Linked DNA regions of Mus musculus: regions 1 and 2 are each linked to region 3. The links are chromatin contacts, called in public Hi-C and Micro-C maps. All regions are on one chromosome and are shown on one strand. The core of a region is the stretch at or near the end of the contact, and the rest is flanking DNA. Distances in the headings are between cores, read along the strand shown.

Region 1 (2,711 bases), core at 17-2,516, 500 kb after region 3:
TAGGAAATTGCGACTACCGACTGAGATATGGAAGTTTCTTGCTAACTTTTTCCTACATATAAATCCCATTGCTTGTGGCCCTGGATTCATTCTATTTAATGGGAATAAAGGAAATGTTATAAAAACCAATTCCCTACTCTAGTCTGCTTAAAAGTTTCCATGTAATAAAAGCTGTTTCTTTCTCACCCATGTCCATAAAATGTGCTTCCATAGCTAAAAGTAAAAAGCAAATGAATGAAGAATCCAAACAGCCCCTCTTTTTCCTTTCCCAATTTGAATTTGCACTGGTGTGGTATACGTGGTTAATATCTGCAGCCTAATGTGGTGTTCGTGGTATATCTGCAGCCTAATGTGGTATACGTGGTATATCTGCAGCCTAATGTGGTATACGTGGTATATCTGCAGCCTAATGTGGTGTTTCTAGCACAGCATAGCAACCTGGTGTTGTGGTTCAGATCAAGTGTGATGTTTCCACCATAGGTTTCCTATGAAAATTGGGCTTACGGTGAACCAAATAATTACCAAAATGTTGAATATTGTGGTGAGCTGAAAGGTGACCCTGGCATGTCCTGGAATGATATCAACTGTGAACACCTCAACAACTGGATTTGTCAGATACAAAAAGGTACAAATCTGTCCCCTCTTTTTCTTACATTACAGAGCTAGCCTTCTGATACCCCAATTTGTTTCCTCCATTGGCACAAACAAACAAAAATACCAGCATCAGGGAACTGTGGGGCCCTTATTTCACAGGATAAGAATGGGGACGTTGGAAACAGATAAGTGTTCCAAAGGAACAGAAGATCAAAAGGCCACCAAGAATCCTGGATTAGAGTCACGTCCTTAAAAACATTCCCATCAGCAGCCGGGACTCTGGCCATCCACTGCAGCTGCAGGGGCTAATGGGAGACCTGCCCTTTAGTGCTGTAGAAAGGCAATGCAGTTTTGCTTTCTGGAACTTTCACCCTCTGACCTTCTATTTTATCCCTGAAACAGGTACAAGCTCCCTTCAACCTGATATTTTAATATCCATAACACAGAACCAGCAGTATAGGGAAGGCCGTGGTGTTGTGGGACTCACATGATATTATTTATGATATCTTGGAAATTAGAGCAAAGACAGGTTAGGCATTGTGGTCAGAGGAGCTGGGTTATGACACCGAGGAAACAAGCTGACCCTTGAATTAAAACATATTGACGCCATAGCAATAAGAGGATGGAACCACATTGCCCTCTGCTGTTGGGGAATCATGGCCGCTGCCCCCATTCTGCAGTTAAGAGACCCGGTACTGCCCTCTGCTGGCTGGATGCACATGTTTCCACATTCTGGATTAGTATCCTTTTGAATTTAAATTTAAAAACAGTCTCCTGCTGCCTGCCAGTGACTCACTGTGGCCTCTTTATGTTGTTAGTAGCTTTGTTTTACTCTGGCAGATAGAAAATATGTTACAGGTCGCCATCTTGGTTCCGGGACTCAGCAGAACTTAGGAAATTAGTCTGAACAGGTCAGAGGGTGCGCCAGAGAACCGGACAGCTTCTGGGACGGGCGGAAGCACAGAGCTGCTGAGGCAGCAGCCTGGGCGGGCCGCAGACAACCGGCCACCATCCGGACCAGAGGACAGGTGTCCACCTGGCTTGGGAGGCGGCCTCAGCCTCAGCAGCAGCGGTCGCCATCTGGGTTCCGGGACTCCGCGGGACCTAGGAAATTAGTCTGAACAGGTTAGAGGGTGCACCAGAGAACCGGATAGCTTCTGGGACGGGCGGAAGCACAGAGCTGCTGAGGCAGCAGCCTGGGCGGGCCGCAGACAACCGGCCACCATCCGGACCAGAGGACAGGTGTCCGCCTGGCTTGGGAGGCAGCCTCAGCCTCAGCAGCAGCGGTCGCCATCTTGGTTCCGGGACTCAGCAGAACTTAGGAAATTAGTCTGAACAGGTTAGAGGGTGCGCCAGAGAACCGGACAGCTTCTGGGACGGGCAGAAGCACAGAGCCGCTGAGGCAGCACTCTTGGCGGGCCACAGGCAGCCGGCCACCGTCCGGACCAGAGGACAGGTGTCCGCCTGGCTCGGGAGACGGCCTCAGCCTCAGGAGCAGCGGTCACCATCTTGGTTCCAGGACTCCCTGGAACTTAGGAATTTAGTCTGCACAGGTGAGAGTCTGCACCACAGAAGCTGACAGCTTCTGGGAACTGCCAAAGCAACACAGCTTCTGAGAGAGGCCCTGTTTTGGGCCTTCTTCTTCGACCAGGAGGAGGTCCAAAAACAAGATATCTGCGCACCTTCCCTGTAAGAGAGCTTGCCAGCAGAGAGTGCTCTGAGCACTGAAACTCAGAGGAGAGAATCTGTCTCCCAGGTCTGCTGAGAGACGGTAACAGAATCACCAGAAGAACAATCTCTAAACAGAGTCAACTATAACTACTAACTCCAGAGATTACCAGATGGCGAAAGGTAAACGTAGGAATCCTACTAACAGGAACCAAGACCACTCACCATCATCAGAACCCAGCACTCCCACTTCACCCAGTCCAGGGCACCCCAACACACCCGAAAACCTAGACCTAGATTTAAAAGCATATCTCATGATGATGGTAGAGGACATCAAGAAGGACTTTCATAAATCACTTAAAGAAATACAGGAGAGCACTGCTAAAGAGTTACAAGTCCTTAAAGAAAAACAGGAAAACACAATCAAACAGGTAGAAGTCCTTACAGAA
Region 2 (3,073 bases), core at 231-2,730, 380 kb before region 3:
AAGTAAGAAATTTCATTTCCAATGATATTTTTCAAGGAGAACTAAAGAAGACTACTATTAGACTGACAACAGAATTTCTGGATCTTGAGAGATTGTTCGGGAACCCTGCATGGAAGCAGTTGTATGGACATGTGACCAGCAGTTATGTGCAAATACAAACATGTTTTTTCATTTCCCTTTTTGGAGAGGTTAGGAAAAAACAAACTTTAACTGGATAGAAACTTCTGTCTTTAAACAGATTCCAAGAGAGAAAGAGAAGACAAAATCCTAAGCAGAGCTGCATCTGTGGACTAAGGGGACGTGGAAGTCAAAGGCCACCCACAGAGAGCTCTGGGGCTGCTGAGGATTCTAGCTCTCTGCTGGGGGAGGAGACAGATGCCACTGGGCTGAGCTGCTGGTTAGCTGGAGGAACACAGATGGCATGTTCAAGAGAGGGATACTGCACTAAGGGTGAAAAACATCTTCCTCAAATGTCCAAGAATGAATGCTAAGTTCTCTCTGCAAGGATGGAAGAAGAGTCAAGAAAGCAATTCTAGAATGTTCTTAAAAGTCCTCAGTTTGAACATTATTTCTCCACAGCAATATGGGGCTTTGCCCCATCTCCTCCGCTTTCCACCTCAAGCCCAATAATGGATCTCCATATTATTTGAGTAGCCACAATCATTTTTAAAATATACAGATCTGAAAACAGCATGGTGGTACTTGCCTGCAGTCATTACACTCACCAGGCTAACACAAAAGAATTAGGAGTTCACGGCCAACCCTGGCTCAACAACTGCCCCCCCCTCAAAAAAAAAAAAAAAAAAACTCAACCAAAACAAACCAAAATAAAACAAAACAAAAAGCACACACATGTTCAATAAGGGAAATATTACACTATGAAAATATCTATTTGATCATGCTATTTCTTTTATCTGGCCCTTGAGAGACTTACAGTTCTGAAAAGGAACACTGAAATTCATGACTTTCTTATTGATACCCTAGAGGCCCCTTGTAATCCATCTTCAGGTGTGCAGAGTCAGCTTTCTCTTGTCAATCCTCAACCTCTCTGATGTCTGGGGATCCTTCTTCCTTGGGTTTGTGTTCTCTGGTCATCAGAAAAGCTTGATTGCTTCCCTGTCTGATGCCTTCAGAGCACCCATCAATAGCCCTCTCAAACAGATAACGCAGCCTACGATAGACTCTTTATTGTGTGATACGTTAGCATCTGTTTCATCTAGTATGACATGAAAAACTAATGATATACAGTTAATTTCTACAGTTTAGGAGTCTAAAACATCTTCTACTGTCTGGATGGTGAATTGTAGGCTAGTGATAGCTTTAAAAAGCAAATAACTAGCCCCTTAAGCTGTGTTTATCTCAGCATTTCTCTCATTCAGTACAACTCAAAGCTCTTGTTTCTGTGGCATATAGCAATGTGGTTACCCTGAACAGACTTCCCTGTTGTCTGTGTTCATGAATCACTGTATGGAAAGCTAAGAATACGTGTTATGACTCTGATGTGACTGAGCAATGAATTTGCATGAAGCATCAGCAAGTGGTATGAGTTTGACACAAAACCCAAATAGCACTGTGGGTGATTAAAATACCATGTGATCCACAGTTGTGGGATGGGAAATATCTTAGGACACAGACAGGGAGTATGGTGCCAAAATGGAGAATTCAGGGACATTGGTGATGGGCTTGTTAATCCCTTTCTTATTTGAAATGCATTATTTTGTAATTGAAAATCGCTGTAGCATAGTGGTTGTTTTGCAATTAAAAAGAGGACGTGAGAGTGAAATATATAATGACATAAACATCTGGTGAGTAGGATGACATCAGTAAGGATTTGGCAAGAGATGAAATAGATTGTATACACTGGAAGGAAATGTATTTGACAGAAAGCACTGACATAATCAGGAAGAATTTGAAACTTCCTTAAATTGAAAGGGGAAAAGGACAGGAAGGGAGGAAAGGATAGGATGGAAGAGAGTGCTGGCTAGTTTAATGTAGACTTGACTCAAACTAGAGTCATCTGCAAGGAGAAAACCTCAATTGAGAAAATGTCTCCATAAGATCCGGCTATAAGGCATTTTCGTTTATCTATCTATCTATCTATCTATCTATCTATCTATCTATCTATCTATCTATCTATCTATTTTTATTAGGTATTTTCTTCATTTAGTGAAGGGAGAGGGTCCAGCTCATTGTGGGTGGACCCATTCCTGTAGTGGGTTTGGCCTAATGCTGCTTGTATTTTAATGCTAATTTGGGCCCTCCTAAACTGTTGGCAGGAGAATATCTCCTCCTTGTAGCTATGGGAAAGTAAGTGTACTACCTGGTTTTGTGTGTCAACTTGACACAAGTTGGAGTTATCACAGAAGAAATGCTTCCATGAGATCCAGCTATAAGGCATTTTCTCAAGGAGGGAGGGTCCACTGTGGATGGTGCCATCCCTGGGTTAGTAGTCTTGGATTATATAAAAAAGCAAGCTGAGCAAGCCAGGGGGAGCAAGCCAGTAAGGAGCACTCCTCCATGGCTTTTGCATCTACTCTGTCTCCAACTTCCAACCCTGTGTGAGGTCCTGTCCTAACTTCCTTTGGTGATGAAAAGCAATGTGGAAGTGTAAGCTGAATAAACCCTTTCCTCCTCAACTTGCTTCTTGGTCATAATGTTTTGTGCAGGAATAGAAACCCTGACTAAGATAATAAGATTCATTTTAAAGAGAAATATTTATTGTACACAAAGGCACACACTAAGATACCTACCAGAACACTTGTAACTTACCAATAGAGTTTTGAAATGAAGATATTACCATTAGTAATGACTAAAGTCAGCTCTATCTAATGAGATCCCTAGTGGATTTTGGACTGCAGCTAGATTTAATAGCCAGTTTTAAATGTTATAGTTCTAAATCATTAGAGACAATTTTTGAAAGTTCAATCATCTATCTATATCTGTTTGTGTGTGTGTGTGTGTGTGTGTGTATGTCACTTGTGTGGGTACTCTGTGCATACATGAAATGTTAAAAAGAGAATATCTGGTGTCCTTTATCATTCTCTGCTTTTTTTTTTTTTTTTTTTTTTTTTTT
Region 3 (2,765 bases), core at 43-2,542:
ATTTCCCCTATGGCTTTCTATATTAAGTTGTGTTATTTCTATAATCAGAATAATAGATATCCAATAATTACTGTACATTAATACACACCCACAGTAAGGAAGAAATGTAAGTTCTTTTTCATCCAGGACAAACACACTGAAGAATTGTATTCCTTCGATCTCAACACAGATGCACTTTAAAGAACAGAAAACAAAACCCACAAACCAAATCTCTCAGTAAAGATAGACAAGTGCCTTCTCTGGGGTTTTCCACACACCTTTATCTACAGAATTCAGTACCCATCTTTGAAAGTGTAGCCGATATGGAGAGATGTGTTTTTAAAGGTTGATGTGCGTAGTCTCTCTCTCTCTCTCTCTCTCTCTCTCTCTCTCTCTCTCTCTCTCTCTCTCTCTCTCTCTCTCTCTCTCTGTCAAAGACAGACAGAGACAGACAGACAGAGATATCCAGGCAAAACGCTCAAGTGAGTTCCACGGGTCTCGCAGTCTTGCCCAGACCTTGTCCATCTGTCCCTAGTGGCCTTAGTACCTGTTCCTGGTGCGTGGTACCGGGGTTGTCGGGCTCCAGAGTGTCTTCAGTGCAGCTGAGGTACCACTGGTGTCCTCTCTGCTTCCCTCCATCAACAGCCTGCACAGCCAGGGAGAAAACTAAGTTATTACACCGCGTTGGAAGCCAGTGTGGCTGGCAGACTGGGCACTGCACTCCAGACGTAATCAGAGCATCTTTGTGCACCCCAGCTCCCGGGATGGGTCCCTAATCTTGAAGTTAGACAGGAAAAATCCCATAGGACAAAACCAGGAGTAGAATGGGGGAGTCCTGGAGCCTGGCGGGAAACCTCTTCAGGAGGTTCCGCTCTGCAGCTCCCTCGCCCACAGAGGCACTATCCGGAGCCCTCCCAACCCCGACGTGTCCCTTTCCACTTCAAACCAAGACATCCGGCCAAGCGTCGCCTCTCCGCGACCCCTGATCTCCACCCTACCCTCAAGGAGCTGCTTAGTCAAAAGTCTAAAGTGGTCAGTCACCCGGATCTTTCCGGGCGTCCCCTGGAAGCAACACCCAGAGCACAGCGTGGGCGCACCGGACCTTTCAGGTGGGGCGAGTTGAGGCCGGGGAATTACCTGGAGCGGGCAGGCGCGTCGGCTGGGCACCAGAGCATACGCAGGAGGAGCAGCAGCATCAGGCTGCCTATGAGGGCGAACAGCGTGCCCCCCGATCTCATCCTGAGCCACGGGCGTCCTCGCCGCCAAAGCTGCCGGGGCGAAGCGCAGCCCGGGCGGCACCGACTCGCCGCTCCGGTCACCGCCTTCGCCGCCGCCGCCACCGCGGCCGCTGCCACGCACACCCCCAGCGTTCAAAGGCGGTGGCGCGGGCCCGCACTCTGGGGGCTGCCCAGAGCCCAGCCTGCAACAGTGTTGCTGGGCACCGAGCCGAAGAAGCCGCGTTCGGGCTCGCTCGCTTCTTCCAAGCCAGCCCCGGCCGCCGAAGCTGGCGAAGCTGGCGGACAGCTAGCGGATGACGATTCTCCAAGCTCGTCGCTTGTCCTCCCGGAGGCGCTCGGAGCCGCTGCGGGCTCTGGTCGCTGCAGCCGCCGCTGCCTCTGCCTACTGCTGCCGCCGCCGCCACGCGGGGTCACCTGAAGGTTGGGGTATGAGCGCTCAACTCCGCGCTGATTGGGCTCCAACTTTTCAGCTGCTCTCACCTTCGCCCGAGTGCGCGCTTGGCCCCAAGTGACCCACCCAATCACATTGCGACTCTGCTATGTAGCTGAGGCCCTGAGCTAGAACCTGGAGGACTGAAGAGAAGAGCAGAAAGGACCCACTTCAAAAAGTTTGCAAACTGGGTTGCTCAGTTGGATCCTCCCACGTGCCTGAAAGCTGCCAGGAACTTGGTAACGTTTGAGTAGACTGGCATTGCATGGCACCTTCCCACGACGTTCCGTGGACAGTTGACACCAAATTACCAAGAGATCTTCAAGGGCAATTTGTCCACCCACCTTTGACCAGAGTCATCTCTGCTTGCTTTAAAACAACTGTTTTATTGGACATCTTTGTGTCCAGTAATTTGTATTATTGATGAGCATGCGATTGTGTGACAGATTGACTGCTTATAAGGGCAGAATTGAGTAGTGGTGACTGCGAGTCTATAGCTCTCAAAACCTGAAGTGTTTACCATTGTTTACCAAATGTTTTTCAGAAAAACAGATTTGCCTACTGCCAATGGAGGTGATCTCTGGATTTTAAATTCTTGCCTAATCCAGAACCTAATTGGAATTATAACGAACACGAGAATTTCACCAATAAGAGAAAAATGCACCAACCAATCATAGGCAGCTAACTCATCACACCACGCAAAGTCAGTTACCTACATGTAGCCAATCAGGTGATCCCTCTACTAAGACTTTGTGCCCGCCCACCAAAAGCTTGCTGCCCACTGATAGGCAGATATCCCCTCTTCTGTTTCCCAGTGCTGCCTAATTCACGAGTCCTTCTTTGTTCAAGTAAATGGTTGACATTTATTTGTCTCAAATATTTCTTTTCTCGTAGCTATAGGTCGACATCCAGTTTCTGTGTTGAAACTCTATCCTCCAACTGTGATTTGATCCTCAACACGAGGCTGGAGAGATGGCCCACTTGAGTTGGATGAATTAGCTAGGGCAGGGTTCAGTGGGAGGATCTGTGCCAAACAATAAGGTGGAGAGTGATAGAAGACCTCACTCAATACCAGCCTCTGGCTTTTGTTCCTGTACATACGTGCACGCACACATGTA

What was found. A called contact is a pair of places that touch in the nucleus more often than the background predicts.
Region 1: a Micro-C map of embryonic stem cells shows a contact between it and region 3, with 4 times the contacts expected there. The contact joins the enhancer-like site here to the promoter of St8sia6 in region 3. A contact is called at or near these places in 5 of 39 promoter capture datasets (embryonic stem cells, hematopoietic stem and progenitor cells, hippocampal neurons and 2 more), 1 of 15 datasets of contacts at CTCF or cohesin (stem cell-derived epiblast-like cells), 2 of 484 Hi-C or Micro-C datasets (both in embryonic stem cells) and 1 of 115 datasets of contacts at active chromatin or transcription factors (stem cell-derived neural progenitor cells).
Region 2: a Hi-C map of B cells shows a contact between it and region 3, with 2.0 times the contacts expected there. The contact joins the enhancer-like site here to the promoter of St8sia6 in region 3. A contact is called at or near these places in 1 of 39 promoter capture datasets (hematopoietic stem and progenitor cells), 3 of 484 Hi-C or Micro-C datasets (B cells and CD4 T cells) and 1 of 115 datasets of contacts at active chromatin or transcription factors (memory CD8 T cells).

Annotation. Positions count from the first base shown.
Region 1 is chr2:14,294,320-14,297,030 of GRCm38.p6, forward strand. Mrc1 (mannose receptor, C type 1) reads left to right here. Exons shown (of 30, transcript NM_008625.2): 15 at 481-625. Among named protein-coding and RNA genes, the nearest start is that of Mir511, 35 kb to the left of the region's middle. Within about 2 kb of position 1,267, at least 15 of the 459 cell types and tissues checked have an H3K27ac peak or open chromatin away from gene starts, as enhancers often do. A contact at or near this core is called in embryonic stem cells, where this site is marked.
Region 2 is chr2:13,415,486-13,418,558 of GRCm38.p6, forward strand. All of the region lies in intron 27 of Cubn (cubilin (intrinsic factor-cobalamin receptor)), which reads right to left. Among named protein-coding and RNA genes, the nearest start is that of Cubn, 75 kb to the right of the region's middle. Within about 2 kb of position 1,481, at least 56 of the 459 cell types and tissues checked have an H3K27ac peak or open chromatin away from gene starts, as enhancers often do. A contact at or near this core is called in B cells, where this site is marked.
Region 3 is chr2:13,792,228-13,794,992 of GRCm38.p6, forward strand. It overlaps St8sia6 (ST8 alpha-N-acetyl-neuraminide alpha-2,8-sialyltransferase 6), which reads right to left and starts at 1,293. Exons shown (of 8, transcript NM_145838.1): 1 at 1,117-1,293; 2 at 527-625. The coding sequence starts at 1,217.